Linked DNA regions of Hordeum vulgare: all the other regions are linked to region 2. The links are chromatin contacts, called in public Hi-C maps. All regions are on one chromosome and are shown on one strand. The core of a region is the stretch at or near the end of the contact, and the rest is flanking DNA. Distances in the headings are between cores, read along the strand shown. Region 1 holds the start of LOC123406071 (succinate-semialdehyde dehydrogenase, mitochondrial). Region 2 holds the start of LOC123402394 (probable LRR receptor-like serine/threonine-protein kinase At5g45780). Region 3 holds the start of LOC123400982 (ribosomal RNA large subunit methyltransferase I).

The links. A called contact is a pair of places that touch in the nucleus more often than the background predicts.
Region 1: a contact with region 2 is called in a Hi-C map of leaf, with 6 times the contacts expected there. The contact joins the promoter of LOC123406071 here to the promoter of LOC123402394 in region 2. A contact is called at or near these places in 2 of 6 Hi-C or Micro-C datasets (leaf and seedling).
Region 3: a Hi-C map of seedling shows a contact between it and region 2, with 3 times the contacts expected there. The contact joins the promoter of LOC123400982 here to the promoter of LOC123402394 in region 2. A contact is called at or near these places in 1 of 6 Hi-C or Micro-C datasets (seedling) and 1 of 1 datasets of contacts at active chromatin or transcription factors (embryo).

Annotation. Positions count from the first base shown.
Region 1 is chr6H:130,904,484-130,907,966 of MorexV3_pseudomolecules_assembly, forward strand. LOC123406071 (succinate-semialdehyde dehydrogenase, mitochondrial) reads right to left here and starts at 2,207. Exons shown (of 19, transcript XM_045099563.1): 1 at 2,000-2,207; 2 at 1,088-1,187; 3 at 217-265; 4 at 39-126. The coding sequence starts at 2,116.
Region 2 is chr6H:131,329,394-131,332,479 of MorexV3_pseudomolecules_assembly, forward strand. It overlaps LOC123402394 (probable LRR receptor-like serine/threonine-protein kinase At5g45780), which reads left to right and starts at 1,593. Exons shown (of 11, transcript XM_045096308.1): 1 at 1,593-1,837; 2 at 1,973-2,105; 3 at 2,230-2,301; 4 at 3,043-3,086. The coding sequence starts at 1,711.
Region 3 is chr6H:130,999,281-131,002,890 of MorexV3_pseudomolecules_assembly, forward strand. LOC123400982 (ribosomal RNA large subunit methyltransferase I) reads right to left here and starts at 1,361. Exons shown (of 8, transcript XM_045094699.1): 1 at 1,171-1,361; 2 at 86-311; 3 at 1-5. The coding sequence starts at 1,312.

The DNA of each region.
Region 1 (3,483 bases), core at 957-3,456, 420 kb before region 2:
CCAACTAACTATTGTCAGTGCATGACTTCAGCAAGTACCTCCCCAAGGGCTTCTTTCATAGGCTTCCCCTGTTCCAGTGTCATAAGAAGCGCAAGTTCTTCCTTGTGTGACATAAGTAGGTCATGCCTTTTGTGGAAATACATAGTGAGAAGAAATGTCCAGGTAATACTACAAGAAATTCATGCTACTATTAACACTTCAATCCATGCAAACTACCATTTTCTTAGTGCCTTGCTCCTTTCACTTGCAGTGAGTTTGCTCCAAGCTACAAAAACGTAAAGGACAATAAACAAACAAAGAAAATTGCAAGTGGTAAATGGAAAATCAACTATAATGAAGTATGCAAAGAAAAATATTATTAGACATACAAATATTTAGCAAAGGCAAACAACAACAGGAAACGCACAATTCCATATAGGACTCATATTTTTGTTATGAGGTGAAGATGAGTATTCTACTAGGTATTGAAAATCATAATTAAACTTGATTAAGATAAGGTTTGCACCAAAAGAGGGCATGCATTAGATATTTTTAAACAAGCATTTCCAAAACAAGAAAGTTGCCAATGCTTTAGCAAAATAAGCTTTTAGAGACCAATCTGTGTCTCCTAATTTTCTTTGCCTAAGTGCTAATCATGTATTCTCTTGTTGCCTTTAGAGCTTGTAGTAATAAACTAGAGGATTACCTTTGGGATTCTACAAGATGTACTTGGTCTACTACGAAGTACAACTCCTCTGTTCTACCAGAAACAAAACAACCATCACACATTCACCTAATATGGAGACAGTATAGTAGTTCCGATTTTTATTATTAAATTACTATATATGGTAATAGAACAACTAAGCCAGAATGGAAGCATTTTCTGATACACAGAAGATATTAGTTGATTGTGGTATGTGACATGTGAACGGAAGTTCACTTGATTCATGGTGTTCCAATGCTGATCTTCCGCTGACACGGAAGCAGTTTAATTTGCATATATTAATATCATAAGCATGTCAAATCATTTTAACTATGGCACTTGCAAAACATTATTTGGTCAGTATTCAAGTATTAAAAGTGAATACACTAATGTGTTTTTACATACTATAAAATGTAGTGTGAGCAGAAGCTATTGCATCAGCTGTTTCTCTGTTGCCCATGCAGGCTACATTTGCAAGGACCTCGCCAGTTGCTGGATTTTGCACCTACAAGGAAAAGAATGTTGTTCCAATGATAAATATTGACAATCAACATTGGCAACTTAGCATAGGTTAGAGAATTGAGATATAAAAAGTGAGTAGAGTTGCAGTAGCAACACTTAATTGATTATTCATACTGTTCAGCGCTCTTTACAGAAATAACCTAAACAGCAAACTTACAAGCTTAAGACCAGCTAAGTTCCGACGTTATTTTCATGACTATTACAGTGGCATCAAGGCGTGCGGTAGCTAAGACAGAACACAACCATACCAAAGAATTACTCATAGCTCCAAACTATATCAAGCAGGAGGAAAGTTTCAATGGCGCTAACGTCCTAGGAAAGTAGGAATGGGATCAAAGTCCAAGCAACATTGCCAGAGCTCATAGATGAAGCACTAACCGTATGCTGACACTCGTGCGACAGCCTAGTTTGTGTACTCCCCTCGACAGACACACACCTGTCGTGCGGCATAAAACCTCCCCAACGACCAAAACATGCCACGAAGTACACAATTCTGGTTAGCACACTCCACTAAGCAGTCTGACACTGTCGCCCACAGACAGTCTGTGGGCAGATGGTGTGTTCACAACCTAAGAACACACGACTAATAATAACTACACCAACAAAACTGCAATTCAACAAAACGAACTAAGAAATTCGGCACAAAATTTCCAACTCCCACGCGTTTTCCACAAAGTAACAGCTGGACTGGGCACAGCAGTAATCCCTAATTTCCCCCACGAAATCCAACCGCGCCAATCCACAAGGATCTCGAAGGCACCACTACAGTGAGACGGACGGAGGGAGGGACGGTACCTCGATGGTCTTCCCGTCGTAGGCGTCGACCCACTTGCCGCCGATGAGGCCGCGCGTCCTGAGCAGCCCCGCCGCCCGGATCTTCTCCATCGCCGCGCCCGCGTCCACGCTGCCCATCTGCGCACCCACCCAGCAATTATAACAGAAAAAACACGACCCACCGAGCACCACCGCCGGGGGGGCGCGAGGGGTATGAAGGAGCGCAGGCGAGTGGGGTGGGGGGAGAGAGGGCGTACGTGGCGGCGGCTGGCGACGCGGGAGGAGGCGGAGCCGGAGGCGGCTAGGATGTGGCGGGCGCCGAGCGCCGCCGCGCGTCGCATCGCCATCGCCATCTGAAGGAAGGGACGAGTGACACGAACACCTGCACCTGTTGTGTGGCCGGGTCTCTGTGTCTTATTTGCACGAGCGCTTTACACGTGGCCTGTTGAGCTGGTTTAGGAAAATTTGTGCGATGGCGACCTCCCAACCTCCCCGACGTCGGCCAAAATTCGCGGGCCGGCGTGGACCGCACGGACGGCCAGGTCGCTCCAGATCATGGCACAAAGAATGAACTTCCCCTTTTTACCCTCGTAAAATAAAATAAAATAAAATATCTATGCAGCGCCATGCAGACAAGCAAGGAAATCAATTTCGACTGAACATGCTCAACCATTTTATTAGTTAATTAACTCGGGCATTAGCAAGCAGTTTGCCACTTTGGCTTGGGAAACGCTTACTATCAGTGGTCTGAAACGAAGCCATCGTGAGACCGTTGGTGAGCCATTGATCCTTCTTTTAATCTCACGGCTGAGATTTCAGTCTCCAAGATTGCCGCACATGCTACCATAATTCCAGTCATCAATTTATATCCCTAATTAACTGCCCCTACCCAAGCACCCATGTTTCCGATCTCGCCGCACCAGTCCAAGCTCTTGCCCTTGCTCGCCGGTGCCCTCGCTCCCGTCTCCGTCCTCAGGGTTCTTCCCAGCCCCACTACGGCCTCCGACGCATCTTACCTGTGCGTCATCCCATCCATGTGCCCGAAGTTAACCGTGACATTGCTCACCGACGTGCTCGCAACCTTCCTCGTCGTCCTGGTTATCTTCGTCGCAATTGAACCCCTCTGCACTTGTCGTTCTTTTCTCTTGTCCCGCTCATCAGAGCAGCATGGCGTATCACACGATTCTCCCACATGGCCCATCCTCATCCCATTTAGGGTTTGACTCCTCTCTCCTCTTGGTACTTCTCAATCTTGCAATGCTAGTTCTTTTTGAAACTTATTTTGCAGTGCTAGGTGACTGCTAACATAATTGTGTTTCGATTTTTACTTGATATCGTGGTGTCAATACGTTGGTCTATGCATCATTTTGTGGTTGTGAATTTCTTCCATACTGTATGTATTGGATCACTAAATTATCTATATTTTTATGGATTAGGTAGGTACATCACACACATAGGCCTACCCGGTTATTATTATTAGTTCCATTTTTCAAATTTTGTCGCTT
Region 2 (3,086 bases), core at 343-2,842:
CTGCAATTAACTATGTGACTTAATTTTCTGCGCATTGAAACTGAACTTGATATGATGTTACAGATCCTACACTTCATGTGTACCGGTGCTTGCCTAGCAAAACACTTGTAGATGGTTTGGACGATGTGCAAACTCCAGAAGCATGTGCTGCAATGGTTTGTGCAATAATTGAGATGCGGGCCCTTTTCGATGTGGCAGCCGACATGTCACAGGCGGAGCTGTTTTATAGTCAACTGTTACAACAATCGAGTTCGTGTATGAGTTTTATGGGATTTTCAAATTTGTGTATGAATTAGTTAATTTCAAGCAAGTTGTTTTATCGCGGGTGTAATTAAGGTAGTATAAGAGCAGGTATAATAAAATACAGTTAGATGAGAGAGAAGAGGAGAGAGAAGACTGTAAGGATTAAAACATTATATTTTTGTTGAGTTGGATGAGAGAGAAGAGGAGAGAGAAGGGAAGCGAACTACAGATTAACAGTCGGCTGTAGCAGAGGCTCCAAGAAACATTGTGAGGATGTAAGGTGGGTCATGTATTTATAAAGTAGTACTCCCTCCGTTTCTAAATATAGGTCTTTTTAGAGATTTCACTAGGAGACTATATATAGAGCAAAATGAGTGAATATACACTCTAAAGTATGTCTATATACATCCGTATGTAGTCTTTTAGTGAACCTCTAAAAAGACTTATATTTAGGAACGAAGGGAGTACTTCTTAACAATTTGTTACTATACGTGTTAACTATTAGATCGATTATACTCTCTCCATGACAGTATATTGGACGTATCTCACAGGGCTCTGGGACCAAGATGTTTTTCTATTGGTAGGAAAAACCGAGCCGACGAGCTGTAGAAACGCCTAATTAATCGTAAAACTGACGCATTAGCAACCTCCGTCCACTAAACGAACGACTTCCTCGCATGCATTGGTGAAGACGGTTTCCAAAACATCCTAATTAATAGGCTAATTAATGTCATGCGCCTTATTTTCTTCTAATTATGAAAAATTATCGTTTTTGGGATATGTCCAATATACCATGATGAAGGGAGTATATGACATGGCAACTCCTTAGGCTGGCCATAGTGGAGGTATCATAGCTAGTAACATAGTCTTGGAACTAGTAAACATGGTGATGTGGCAAGTAATTAAAGAAGAGAGAGAGGGTTATAGTAACATAGGTAGATACCGTACCATGTTAAATGCTATGCTACTATGTGTCATGCATGTCAATAAATGAGATCATCTATGATACTAATTTATGATACTATGCACTATGAAGGTACTATCATACAATAGTAACATATGCATGATACTACCATATGTTACTCCCCACTATGAACAGCCTTATAGCCGACCGTTGGCTATACTATTAACCATACTCTAAGAGGTCATATACCTTAAATTAAATTACATGGCTCCTGTAAGAAAAACCAACCAAACAGAACGGAAACAAAACACTGGGCACAAATTCCGGAGCCTCGAGAGCCACCCGTCTGGTCCTCCACTCCATTCCACGGGCTCAGCAATTAAGGCCCAGTTAGCCTCTCCCTTTCTTAATTTAAGATTCCCATTTTTCAGACCAACTCGCATTAATTAAGATTTAAGGCGAGCCTAATTCTACTCCTCAGCGCACGCACTGCGCTCGATAACAGCAGCACCCATGGCCACGGAGCCCGTGCAGAGACGCTCTCAGTCACGCCCCCACTTTCCATGGCGAGACTAACCTTCGCCGCCGGAGCTGGCGCCGTGGTGGTGGTGGCTACCGCGTGGCTCCTCGCCGCTTGTAGTGTAGCGGCCGGGGACCCGCCGCTCTCACCCAAAGGTCTCAACTATGAAGGTATGTGCGCCGCTTGCGGCTGGCGTTGGGCGGGGGTGGCTGGGCTAGGGACGAGGCTAGGGTTTGGGGATTTGGTACTACGTGGAGGATGTTCTCGTGTTAATTGCGCTCGGTGCGCTTTGCGCGGTGTTTCAGTGGCGGCGCTGATGGCGGTGAAGAGCCGGATGCGGGACGAGAAGGGGGTGATGGCCGGGTGGGACATCAACTCCGTTGACCCCTGCACCTGGTCAATGGTCGCCTGCTCCCCCGACGGATTCGTCGTCTCGCTGTGAGATCTCGCTCCCTGATTTGTTGTCTTGCTGTTGGACTGCGCCTGCGCGGATGCTCCTTCTGCCCGTTGTTGTTTTGCTGTTGGTGATGCCGTGCTGTTTTGTTTGGATGTTGGAGTGCAGGCAGATGGCTAACAACGGATTGTCAGGGGCTCTGTCGCCGAGTATCGGGAACCTCAGTTACCTGCAGACAATGTAAGGCCTTGGAAACGAACTCACCTATCCAATCACAGTTCCTGTTTCCTTAGTTCCTTTGACACGGTGTGTCTTGCAACACCGTTCAAGTTTGAAGCTTCCGAGCTTAATCGCTTCAAAATGAGGAGGTTCGTACTTGTGTGTCTAGCCGTTGGAAAATATGAAGCACAACTGCTGTTTAGGTTCAAACAATATTACTGTTTAGGCTATTCCGTCGGTGACTCATTAGTATCAGGATAGTTAGCGAGCTGAAGGTGGGGAACTATACAATATAAGTCTTGCCTTAATAGTTGAATTTATGAAAATCCCAAGCAGGGTCCGTGTGTGCAAACTCTCAAGGCCAGGACAAGAACTGGTGAATAGAATAATGCTGAGAGATCACAGGCGGTACAAGCCCCCCTGAACAAAATTTGTTTTCTTTTTTGGCAAGAATGAATGCTATTGGGCGTACCCTATTCTTTCAGAACTCAACACGGCCAAATCAAGCTTACTTTGTATGATTGACAGCGCAGTCCAGCTAGACTTTCTACTCCTTATTGTACCCATCATACTGTGTCCACCCTACTTAGAACACGTATGTATGCATAATATTTGTTATTACTTGTGCTCCCTCAGTCATGGGATTGTATTCTTTGTACTGTTTGTAGATCTTGTTCCATTGACTCCCATCTGTCCTAACGAAAACGAAATTTACTACCAATGCTTTGTTGCTCAACTTTTTTCTCTGTTGCCCCCCTTCAGGTTACTACAGAATAACAGAATATCTGGTGAAATTCCTCCAGAGA
Region 3 (3,610 bases), core at 111-2,610, 330 kb before region 2:
GATCTCTGAGCAAAACAAGAATATGGGATATTCAGCACAAGCTCACAAAATTTCAATAACCATAGAACCTCAACAACTGTGTCACCTTTTTGCCTCTTCTTCTAGTTGCATTAGCCGAACACAAAACATAGACACGGAGTTATAGACACCCCACCCGATAGGTTTCTCTGACCCATCAGCTACCAAAACAACATCACCCGTTTTGGGAGGAGGCCGGCCAATTATTCTATCAACAGCACCACTGTACACCATTGGACTCCCACCTCGGAATATCTGAGTCTTGCCCTTCTTTAGTACCACTCTCGCCAAACCTAAAAAGGGTGCTTAGTTGTTAGTGTATACTCCCTCCGTCCCAAAATAAGTGTCGCTGCTTTAGTACAAAATTTGTACTAACTTAGTATTAAATTTGTGTCACTTAGTATTAAATTTGTGTCACTTGTTTTGGGACAGAGGGAGTACTTCGATTCGAGCGAAGGAAAGAAAGAAGTGCCTACTGGACATAACCTATGCTTAACCCAAACAAGCAAAATGGGCGATGCTTGATTTATTGATTTCAGCGTTGTGAATGGAATCTAGCCAACTTTTTGGACAAGGCCCATCATTCCACTTTGTGGTGATGCATACCACTCATTCGTGACACTAATTTAAATGAATGATGAACCGTTTTTAGGAGACTGTAATTATCATCGTTTCAAGCTGTTGTTACCATAAATGATCTCCGGGGGTAGTAGAACTTTTAACAATTGACAACCTCTGACTTGGAGGGTTATGAGCAAGTAAAAGTAGCAATATAGGTCCTCATAACTGCAGGCCATGAAACAATGACCAGGCATCTCTCTACACATACATTTACAGTTATTTACCACTCACTACAACTGTATATCAAGCAATGAGCGTCCAAGCTCAGGAAATGGACGCACTGGCAAACGGCCGACCCATAACCAGATCGAAACGCAACACGGGGAACAAATGCGCAGCTCACTTGGTCGTTTCAACAAACAGCTCGTCGCCATGGCGCTCCCACTCGCCCCCCGCACGTAGGACAGAAGTGACGGTCACAAACCTCGCTGCGCGGGACTGGAAACGAGGGCCGCGGCGGAGAGAAGGGCGACAGCGAAGCCGCTCGACAGAATGCCGGCAGAAGACTAGGCGAGAGTAAAGGGCGTGGACCTTTGCGGTCGGCGGCGAGCTCCTCCAGGGCGGAGGAGGAGGCGACTGCGGAGGCTGCGACGGAGGAGGAGGGCTTCGCGAGGCGCGCCCTGACGAGGGCGGGCACAGACGCCGGAGCCGCGGCGCCGCAGGCGCGGAGCATCGCGTAGCTCTGCGTTGGCGCTGGCACTGACTATAGCTGCCGAAGTTCGCCACCAGGTAACGAGGCTTGTGGATTGGTACTTCAAGTTGCGCATCTGTGTGTCACTGCGACGTGGGGCCTTCATCAAAGCCAGGCCGTAGGCCCAAAGCGCTCGTATCACTTTTATATTAGAGCATCTCCACCCATTCCGCCCTCAGCGTCATGTTGCGCGAGCGCTTTTTTATCCGACGCGAGCGAGTTTTCAGTCGCGTCCCCAGATTTCGATCCCAGATGTCAACGTTTTTTTTTCTTTTCTGCTGTCAAAAAAACGTCACGAGTTCGACGATCATCATGTCACAAGTCGACGATCAGCATTCCATAGTTCGACAATCAAACACACCAATAGTTCGACGATAAAAAAGAAAGGATAAAAACCGGATCAAACGGCCGGCTCAGCGTGGTGCGGCTCCTCTGCCGCAGGACTGGTCGGGCTCGTCGGCGGCGTAGTCGCGCTGTTCGTCGTCAACGTAGTAGGGCTCGTCGTCGACGTGGTTTCTGCGCTCGGTTCCGGTTCCACCTCCACCGCTTCTTCCTCTCCCTCCTCCTAGGCGTCGTCGAGCTCGTCGTCAATGTCATTGGCGATGTCCATTGTTTCATCATGCACGACGAACTTCGGGTGCGACACGGCGGCGACGGAACCGCTCGTGATGACCTCGTCCATGTCGGCATCGGTGTAGTTAAACTACAACGGCGAAGGGGGCACGAATGAAAGGACACCACGACGTAGAGATGGAGCAGGCGAGGATGCTGACGAGTACGCCAGCGGGGAGTAGCTATAGTGGGTGTTGAGGCCGGCGTTGAACGCGGGTGAGAAAGTGCGCCGGTCGTGGCCGAAATCGGTGAAGGAGGAACGTTGCGGCGCGCCATGCGGGAAGGTGGTGTTGGGATTGAAGTCGCCATGCGCGTCGACGTCGAAGTAGCCAGACAAGGGCACGTACCCCGAGGGCGGCATCGTCAGCGAGAGGGTGGCCGACGCAACATCCTGGCGACCCCTCCATGCGGCCTGTGGGTTGCGGCTGGGCGGATTCATCATCCCCGCGCGGAACGCCTCTTCCTGATCGACCGCGGCCGCGACCGCCGCCGTCCCCGCCTTCGTGGCGCCACTGATCTTCTTGGCGTCGAGCATCCTCCACCGGTGTAACGACTAAGATGCGACCCTTTCCTATTTTTTGGGCGATGCCCAAAAAGGGAAAGAGGCGCATCTAAACGTTTCGCAAGCGAGATAATCATAACATTACATAACTGAAGAATGACAAGTAGGGCATACACTTGCCATCTGACATAGTATAACATAAGGTTTACAGCCACACAATTATTCAGAGCAAAGTTTAGTCCCGCTACGGACAATATGAAACAAGTAAAAGACTATGACATCCCGCATGCTCGCCCACGATCAGGGCCACGGCCTCAGTCCTTCGGATAGTTCACGTACAGTCGGTCAGACTCCTCATTGTACTGCCACGCCAGCTGGGTGCTATCAGGATCTCCTGCGTCGGGCGTACCTGTAGGTGTTGGGGTGTTGTAGTAAACTGTGAGCCACGGGGACTCAGCAATCGGATGACCTTGGTACCAAATCTAGTCAAGTTATTAGGTGAGGAAGGTTTAGTGTAGAGGTTTGCAGCAAACTAAGCATATATGATGGCTAACTTACGATGATTAGAGTGTTTGATCTGGTGGTCTATGCGAGCGATCGAAGACTAGGTGATCACTAAGTGATCTTGAACACCTACTTACGTCAAACATAACCCCACCGTGTTCCCGATTGAAGAGAGGTCTTCGAAGGAGACAGTCACGGTTACGCACGCAGTTGGCAGTTTTTTAGAGTTACTTCAAGTTATCTAGAACCGGATATTAACAAATTATCCAAGTTTGCCACATAACCGCGGGCATGGCTTTCCGAAAGATTAAACCCTGCACGGGTGCTCCAACTAGTCCATGACAAACTGCCACGTACCGCAAAGTAATCCTCTATCACGAATCTCGTGATCTCGTCGGATTCCTTAGAGGAAAACCTCAACTTTGTGGAGACCCAAAGTTTCACCGGGATTCCTATACGCAAGACATATCGCTAAGGTAAGACAAATCTAGCAGGACCTCCCGTCGTGTCGACGACCCCGATAAGAGCCGCGTATCTCAGTCTCAGGACACGACGGATGGAACTAGCTATGGGAACCAAACCTCAAGTTTCCTTGCGGTGGCCCCGCAGGCAGACCAGTTTGGACCAACACTCATGAGGAGCACTCGCCCGGGTTGTTGATT